2 separate regions of the Sus scrofa genome follow, and region 1 is linked to region 2. A link is a contact called in public promoter capture Hi-C data. All regions are on one chromosome and are shown on one strand. The core of a region is the stretch at or near the end of the contact, and the rest is flanking DNA. Distances in the headings are between cores, read along the strand shown.

Region 1 (3,870 bases), core at 815-3,314, 540 kb before region 2:
GATAAATGTAGTAACTACTGCTGTTTGAATAGCAGGTTGCTGGTTCTCCAATGTTCCTCCATATATTAGGTTGTGGACTCCTGAGCCAAGAGCCACTGACTTTAACTGGGGACACCAAGGCTGAGAGAATCCTGCCATCAAGCAACATCTGTTGGGTACCTCCTGATCAGACGTGTGCAGAGCTCATGAGAAATACAGATAAATAAAGAGCTCCAGGTGTTCTGGGGGGGGGGGGTTGTCAGGTTTAAACCTATGTAAAAATCCACTGTGATAAGAGCTGAGATGATATTATGAAAGACAGGAGTTCCCGTGGTTGTGCACTGGTAACGAACCCGACTAGTATCCCTGAGGACTAGGGTTTAATTCCTGTCCTTGCTCAGTGGGTTAAGGATATGGTGCTGCTGTGAGCTGTGGTGTAGGTCATAGATGCAGCTCAGATCTGGCACTGCTGTGGCAGTGGTGTAGGCTGGCAGCTATAGCTCCCATTTGAACGCTAGCCTGAGTACTTCCACATGCCTTGGGCCCTAAAAAAAAAAAAAAAAAACAGTCAAAAAAAATTATGAAAGACAGTGCAGTTGTGGAGAATCAGAGAAAGGTAGGTCTTTGCTTGCAGAAATCTGAGAAAGTTTCAGAAAGGATGCGTGGATTGAGCTGGGGCTGGAAGCCAAGAAAGCAAGGAAGGGAAGAGGGGAAAGGAAGAACATTTGTACTGAGGGAACAGCAATATAGAGGCACAGAGGCCAGAGGGGCAGAAGAGCATGGTAAGTGCCAAGAGCCAAGACCATGTTAGGGAAAGAGAACCTAGCATAGAGTGGGCTCTTAGTCTTCATTAAGAGGCTAAGTTAGAACGAGCTGTTCAATGGCAGATACGATCAACAAAGTCTTGAGTATGTGCTAGGTATTTTGCAAGCACAAGGATTTAGAGCAGGGGTGAACCACAAAACCAGAGCTCAGAGCAACATGGTGGGAGACAGATCCATGAAGTGAAGTGACAAGCCACCAGTGTTGATGCCAGTGTGGTCTATACTGAAGATGTCTGGAAAAAAGTCACGAAGCAAGGAGGCAATATTTTGGCTCGATCTTTCCTAACACTGGCTTCCATTTAGGGAAGTTGAGGGCAGAATTTAATCATTTTCTTAAACAGTAACCAGATTTTAAAAACAAACTATTTATACATTATTTTTTAGGGCCGCACGGAGGCATATGGAGGTTCCCAGGCTATGGGTCCAATGGGACCTACAGCTACCGGCCTACACCACAGTCACGGCAATGCAGGATCCGAGCTGCATCTCTGAGCTGCATCTGCAACCTACACCACAGCTCACCGCAATGCTGGAGCCTTAACCCACTGAGCAAGGTCAGGAATCAAACACGCATCCTCATGGATACTTGTTGGATTCCTTTCTGCTGTGCCACAACGGGACCTCCATTTTTTTTCTTTTTTCTTTTTTTCCCTTGTTTGGCCGCCCTACTGGAGCTCCTGGCCAGGGATCAGATCCCAATCATTGCAGTTCCCACCTAAGCCCAGGCCAGATCCTTAACCCACTGAGTGAGGTCAAGCATGGAACCAACATCCTCATGGATACTAGTCCGGTTTTTAACCCTCTGGGCCGCAAGGGGGAACTCCCCCCTCACTCTTAAACACACCCTGCATCAACAGTCCTCTCAAGGATGAGTTCAGTCTCGCATGATACTGGGCATCAGACTTACTTTTTTGGGGGGGGGGTCGTGCAGAAGTTCCGGGGCGAGGGATCGAACCCACGCCACAGCTGCGACCCGAGCCACAGCAGTGGCAACCCGAGATCCTTAACTCGCTGCACCACCAGGGAACTCCTCACTTTTTCGAAGCCTACGGCATGTCCACCTGTACAATGGGGGTGAGGGATCCAACCGTCAGCTCCTGCCCAGGCGCAGCTGGGAGTTCAGTTCGCAGATCGTCTCTGCAAGGGGAAAGTCCGAGAGGTGGAGGCAGTCTGCGCTTGCAGCTGAGCAATCCTATCCCGGCTCCAGGCCGGTTCCCATGACAACCTGGCCGGCCACCTTCCCGGGCCGATGGTTGCGTCACTTCCTGTCCGTTTATTTCCGGGTCCGAGCCCGAGACGCGGTAGCGGTCCTTCAGACCCTAAAGCAGGATTCCGCGGCTTCTCTACTCACTCTTCGGCCTTCCACTTCTTCCTCCGCCGCGGGCGGGTATCGGCTTCTGCCCGGCCCAGCGCGCAGCCGCAGCACAGCCTCCATTTGGACCCGCCTCCGACAGACGTCACTTCCTAGCTGAGTGTTTCCGGGTCGCCGCGGCCCCGGGGTACTGGTCTCGGTCCCCTGCAGCCGGCCGGAGCGGCGAGAGCCCAGCCGGGCCTGGCTCCGGCGGCGGCCGCGGCTCCTTCTTGCTCCCCTCGTCCGGGGCGTCCTCGGCTGCAGTGCCGGGGTGAGTGCGGGGCGGCCGGGGCGGAAACGGCCTCTGGGGCTTTCCCGGGCGGAGGGGGCGCCTGTTCGGCGGGGCTCGGCCGGCCCGGGAGCCTCGTCCCTTCGCGGCCGTCGGGGCCGACGGGCCGGCCCGCCTTTTGGGCCCTTCAGCTAGTAGTCTTCAGGATCCTCAGTCTCTCCGGCACGGGCTGGCTCTCAGACTCCTGCGACCGGCCATGGGTGGCTCCGGGCAGTCAGGAGAAACACCCCTTCTTCGGCGACTAACAGCAGCAGGACACCCCGATTCCACCGTGAGGCAGTTACCGCGCAGTGGTCCTCAGCCCAGGCTCTGGAGGCAGGCTCTGGGGTTTGTACTCACTCTGTGACCTTGGACAAGTCACTTTATCTTCTGAGTCTCAGCTGCCTAAAATTAGTTAAACGGGGAGTGAAGCTGCCTTATAGGGCTGTGGTGGCGACGAGGCGAGATGATGCACGTGAAGCAGTCTGGCATACAGCAGGCGTCCAGTAAATGACAGTTGCTGTTATTCATTCACAGACCCGTGCGGAGGGCCTGAGTTAGGGACTAGGATGTTTTTCACAACGATGTGGCCCTAAGAGGCTGTGGGAATTATCAGGCTGGGAATAGCAGCCGCCAGCTTCTGACCTCTGCAGGGAGGGGACCCTGGTTCCTTTAGAGCCCCTTTGAGGGTGGCAGCTGCCACTGAGGGAGCCCGGTTTCAGCTTCACTGAGGTTATTTTCAGAGGTTTGGAAGCCCTCTCTGAATTTGCCTGGAATCGAGTTGGGGTGTGGGGACCCTCTGGCGTTTCACAACGAGTGGAAGACTGGTTGGGATGTGTCTCAGGGGCCTCTGGCTTGGAATGAGTGCAGAGGAGTGGCTGCGGAGGTGGAGGGGGTTGAACTGAGCTCCCCTTGTTGCTGTTCAGAGGCCAAGGGAACTCTGAGCTGCCTGAAGCTAGCTAGATCCCTGGGCTAGCTGGTAAACCTGTGCACTGGGGCCGTGCTGGGCCCAAAATAGCTTCTGCCTGTGCAGGGAGGGGGCGCCTTCAGATGCTGCTTGGGGAATGTTTCTGCTTGAATGGGCCAGCTGAGGTAAAGCCAAGCTCATGCTTTGCTATCCAAAATCATTTCCATTCCGTTCAGTGGGGTTTTAAACATACAGCTTTCCTTTGAGGTGTTTACAAAAAATAATAATTTAAACAGCTGCTGACTCCCTGACTGCGATATTTCTCTCATCATTGATTTGCTTTTCAAAGGGGGCCGGGATTGTGGGCGCAGTAAGTGCTGACCAGGCCTCTTGGCTCTGGGCACCCGCCTGATTCTGTTAGGGATGTTCACCGTGCCATTTTTTTTTTTTTTTTTTTTTTTTCCGCCAGACTGGCACATCTTGGCGTTCCAATCCTTGGGTTGCTTGGAGAAATTAACGGCTTCTGTCAGTGTGCTGTCTT
Region 2 (4,419 bases), core at 1,201-3,700:
ACCATGAGGTTGCAGGTTCGGTCTCTGGCCTCACGTAGTGGGTGGGTTAAGGATCCTGTGTTGCTGTGGCTGTGGCCGGCAGCTGTAGCTCTGATTAGACCCCTAGCATGGGAACCTCCATATGCCATGGGTGCAGCCCGAAAAAGCAAAACCAAACCAAACCAAACCAAAAAAAAAGAAACCAAAACCGAAAACTAGGTTCAATCCATGGCCCAGGAACTTCCACATGCCACAAGCGTGGGTAAAAGATTCTGGGTAATAAAAGTAACTAGGCCAACAAAGTACATTTATTTGGCTTTCCTTTAAAAAAAAATGCCATCACAGGAGTTCCCGTCATGGCTCAGTGGTTAACGAATCCGACTAGGAACCATGAGGTTGTGGGTTCGAGCCCTGGCCTCACTCAGTGGGTTAAGGATCCGGCGTTGCCGTGAGCTGTGGTGCAGGTCGCAGACATGGCTCAGATCCCGCGTGGCTGTGGCTCTGGTGTGGGCAGGCGGCTACAGCTCCGATTGGACCCCTAGCCTGGGAACCTCCATATGCCATGGGTTCGGCCCCAGAAAATGGCAAAAAGACAAAAAAAAAAAAAAAAAAAAAAGCCGTCACAGGACTTCCCGTCGTGGGGCAGTGGTTTTCGAATCCGACTAGGAACCATGAGGTTGCGGGTTCGATCCCTGCCCTTGTTCAGTGGGTTAACAATCCGGCGTTGCCGTGACTCTGGGGCAGGCTGGCAGCTACAGCTTTGATTCGACCCCTAGCCTGGGAACCTCCACATGCCATGGGAGCGGCCCAAGAAATGGCAAAAAGACAAAAAAAAAAAAAAAAAAAGACAAGTCATCACATTAACCACTTGGAAATTCCGTGGCACAGTACATCTGGGGCCTCTCTACAGCACCAGGACATACGTTAGACCCCCCAGCCTGGCAGTGGGTTAAAGAATCCAGTGTTGTGTGGGGTAGGTTGCAGCTTCAGCTCAGATCTGATCCCTGACCCAAAGAATTCCGTATGCCCTAGTGAAGCAAAATAGTAACTCAGTCAGTGCAGAACATGGGCTTCAACGCATTCTTTGACGTGGCTACTGATTAATATTTGGCTAAAGGGCTCCAGGGATTAACATCCCCAAAGGCCTTGTCTACTATAGGGAGTATACCTACGCCTAGCTGGACATGAATCTTTTTTTTTTTTTGTCTTTTGTCTTTTTGTCTGTTGTTGTTGTTGCTATTTCTTGGGCCGCTCCCGCGGCATATGGAGGTTCCCAGGCTAGGGGTTGAATCGGAGCTGTAGCCACCGGCCTACGCCAGAGCCACAGCAACGCGGGATCCGAGCCGTGTCTGCAACCTACACCACAGCTCACGGCAACGCCAGATCATTAACCCACTGAGCAAGGGCAGGGACCGAACCCGCAACCTCATGGTTCCTAGTCGGATTCGTTAACCACTGCGCCACGACGGGAACTCCTGGACATGAATCTTTAACCCACTCCTCAACTGATAGCAAAGGGATGTGAGGAATGGTGACTTAATCTTGCAGGAAGAAAAGGGCAAAAAAACCATGGCGAGGACTGATGACATAGGTAACTGGGTAAGGCCAATAGGACAAAACCACATCCTTCTGGACCCCACGTAGGTAACCTCCACCTTTGTGCTTATTTGCTGTCCTTAACTTCCCTTTTTCTCTCCAAGGTCATCTATCAAACTAAAGTTCTTTAAAACACGCATTTCCTACAACGGGCCAAAATACAAACGCTTACCCCAGAGATCAGGAGACTGAAGATTGTGGATGTCTATACATGGTTGCCTTAGAGGCCCAGCAGGAGTCGTCTTCTCCGAGATCCATCCTGCAGTCTCTGATCATGCAAACCTGCGAACAAAGCAAGGTCATCAATCGCCATCTTTCCAGAGTTAGGAAAAAAAGAACGTGGCAGGGCCTTTTGTGGCTAGTGTATCAGAATTAACTGGCAAGTACTCAAAAACATCAGCATTGTCGATCTGATGGGGAAAAAAGTAAAGTCATCATTTACACCAGCCACGGGCTCCACCCACAGGCCCGAGCACATGGAGCGAGTTTCTCCAGCTTTAATTTATCTCCCTTAGTGGGCCTATGACCTATATCAAAACAAGGGGGACCCAAGAAGAGGACGGCAAAAGCAACCACACAAAGACAAAGATACCTTTATCTCACTCACCACATGGAGTAGCACACCCACGTTCCCAGGGTAGAACGCCATCAGAAGAGGAACAGAGAGACAAAGGTTCCGACGAGCGCCGCAGAAGCGAAAGAACGCGAAACACTCGAGCCTCGCTTAAATAGCCTGAGGAGACTCTCACGCCTGCGCACTGGAGTCAAAGTGCTTCCTCCCCCTCCTTTCCGCGACGCGCAGCACCCTCTGGGAAATGTAGTCTCCGCGCGGCCCTGCCGGAGGCAAGTCTACTGGAGGTCGAGACCGCTCTAGCCCCGCCCCTTCTCTGCATACACGAGGCCACTCGGGCTGGTCGGCCTCGCCGCCATGTCGCGCTTCACACGCAACAAGCCGTCCGCCGGCTCCCCCCTCCTTCTGGGACCGTTGAGGCTTGCGACGGCCTTGGTTGCTGTTAACCCGCCTCCTGCAGTCCCCTCCCCTCAGCGGCTCCCGGCGGAGCCCACGGGCCCCGCCGCCTGGGGGAGCTGAGGCGACGCCCGAGCGTCTGCCTGCCCCTGCCCCGCCTGAGGGCGGGGGCGCCGGCTGGGCCAGGGCCAGGGCCCCTCCTTCTCGTGTTCCTCCTCCGGGCCGGCCCCCAGCTCCGCCGAGTGTCTGGGGAGAAAGGAAACCGAAAGTGCGAGGCTCCGGGCGGGGCCGCGGACCATCCAGGGCCCGAGTCCGAGCGCCAGTCCGCGGCGGCAGTGGTGGAGTGCGGACGTATCGGAGCTGGGTGAGTGACCCCTGCCCCGAGCCCTGGCCCCACACTTGCTCCGGGTCCCCGGCGGCCGCGCCACCCTGCCACTGTCGCCACTTTTGCCCTGGCGCCCGCCTCAGCGCTCCCGCCGCCGCCTCAGCCCCCGCGTCCCCATCACCCTCTTCGGCACCCGTCACCCCCTCTCAGCCCTCATCACTTCTCAGCGTCCCCTCTATCCACTTGAGTACCTGTCCCCTGTCCTCAGCGCCCCTCAGCACCCCATCCCCTCCTCATTGCCCATCGCCTCCATCACCCGTCTCTGTCCCGCCTCGGCACCCCTGGTACCCCCGCAGCGCCCCCTTCACCTCCTCTGCCCCCAGAGCCCTCCTCCGCTCTCTTCATCTAGTTTTTCTGTTCCCCCCATCTCGGCTCTCACTTTTTGTCACAGCACCCTCTTCGTCTTCCTTCATCCTCCCGTCGCCTCATTCATCCCTCATCCCCCATCTTCTAGAAGCACCCTCCGCTCCCATCCCTATTTCCAGGTCCCCCCTCACTTCAGCAAGCAACCCCTAGTTGAGTTCAGCCCCACACTTTTCTTGAGGCCCCCAGATCTCCTCCACTCTCCCCCACCTCTCTGCCGCTCTCCTCTTCAGCCTTGCCTTGGCACCTTCTTCATGTCCCCACACAGCCCTGGCTCTCCCTTGACCCTAAAATATCATTATCAGGACCTACTGGGCTCCTGGGTGCCAGAGACTCCTCCATTTTTTCTTAGACTCTCTCAGGACCCTGGAGACTTCCCCCTGAAACCCAGCTCTAACCTCTTTCATCTCACCCTGGTGATTAACATTCCTCTCTAATTTAACTCCTCTGCCAGCCTGACCATCACTGATTTTCTTCATCCTGCTCATTTAGGCCTTGATTCCCAAAGCAACCCACTCCAGTCTGCTTTTGTGTGTGTGTGTATAACATTTCCTGTTCCTCTCTGCTCCTCCCTTTCCTTTCTTTTTTCTTTCTTTTATCCCAGAAAAATTGTGAGTTTCTATTTTAGTATCTTTTAGCAAGAGGAAGAAGGAATTTTCCCCTCAGAATTTTTGTAATTAAAAAAAACTCCTCTAAATATTGAACCTGTGCCATGAGAGCTGGGTTTGATAAGGGATGGGATTCCTTATATTCCCAGCAGGCAGGAAAGGGACTTCTTTATCTGATGAGGATAAAAGCTATTCCTCATATGTTGCCAAATCTAGTCACAGTTTTCAACTATGTATGTTTTAAAACAGTGAGGGGGCAGTCGAAAAAGTCCCTTTGCTAAAGACTCTCAGTCACCCACTCTTTGCCTACCTCCAGCCAACATGACCTGTATGAGTTACATGGAGAAGTTCCCTTAGAAGGGGCTTCCTTGTCCTCTTACGGAACTACTGTCAAAAACCATCAAGGTAGAAAAAAAGAGAAGGAAAGAACCGCAGATTTCTTGCTGGTCCTGAGGAAGCAGCATCCCATAGGTTGCTGCTGGTTATAGGAACTTGTAATTTCTTTCTCTTGATTCAGTAGA

What was found. Promoter capture Hi-C pulls out the DNA fragments that hold promoters and counts their contacts.
Region 1: a promoter capture Hi-C map of liver shows a contact between it and region 2, with 2.2 times the contacts expected there. The contact joins the promoter of SPATA2 here to the promoter of ZNFX1 in region 2. A contact is called at or near these places in 1 of 5 promoter capture datasets (liver), 2 of 47 Hi-C or Micro-C datasets (heart right ventricle and liver) and 1 of 2 datasets of contacts at active chromatin or transcription factors (alveolar macrophages).

What each region holds. Positions count from the first base shown.
Region 1 is chr17:51,499,094-51,502,963 of Sscrofa11.1, reverse strand. SPATA2 (spermatogenesis-associated protein 2) reads left to right here and starts at 2,064. Exons shown (of 3, transcript XM_021077959.1): 1 at 2,064-2,425.
Region 2 is chr17:50,956,753-50,961,171 of Sscrofa11.1, reverse strand. It overlaps ZNFX1 (NFX1-type zinc finger-containing protein 1), which reads left to right and starts at 2,450. Exons shown (of 14, transcript XM_021077518.1): 1 at 2,450-2,906. LOC100627868 (a long non-coding RNA gene) reads right to left here and starts at 2,331. Exons shown (of 5, transcript XR_300503.3): 1 at 2,183-2,331; 2 at 1,748-1,857. LOC106506050 (a long non-coding RNA gene) reads left to right here. Exons shown (of 3, transcript XR_002339902.1): 3 at 1,680-1,771.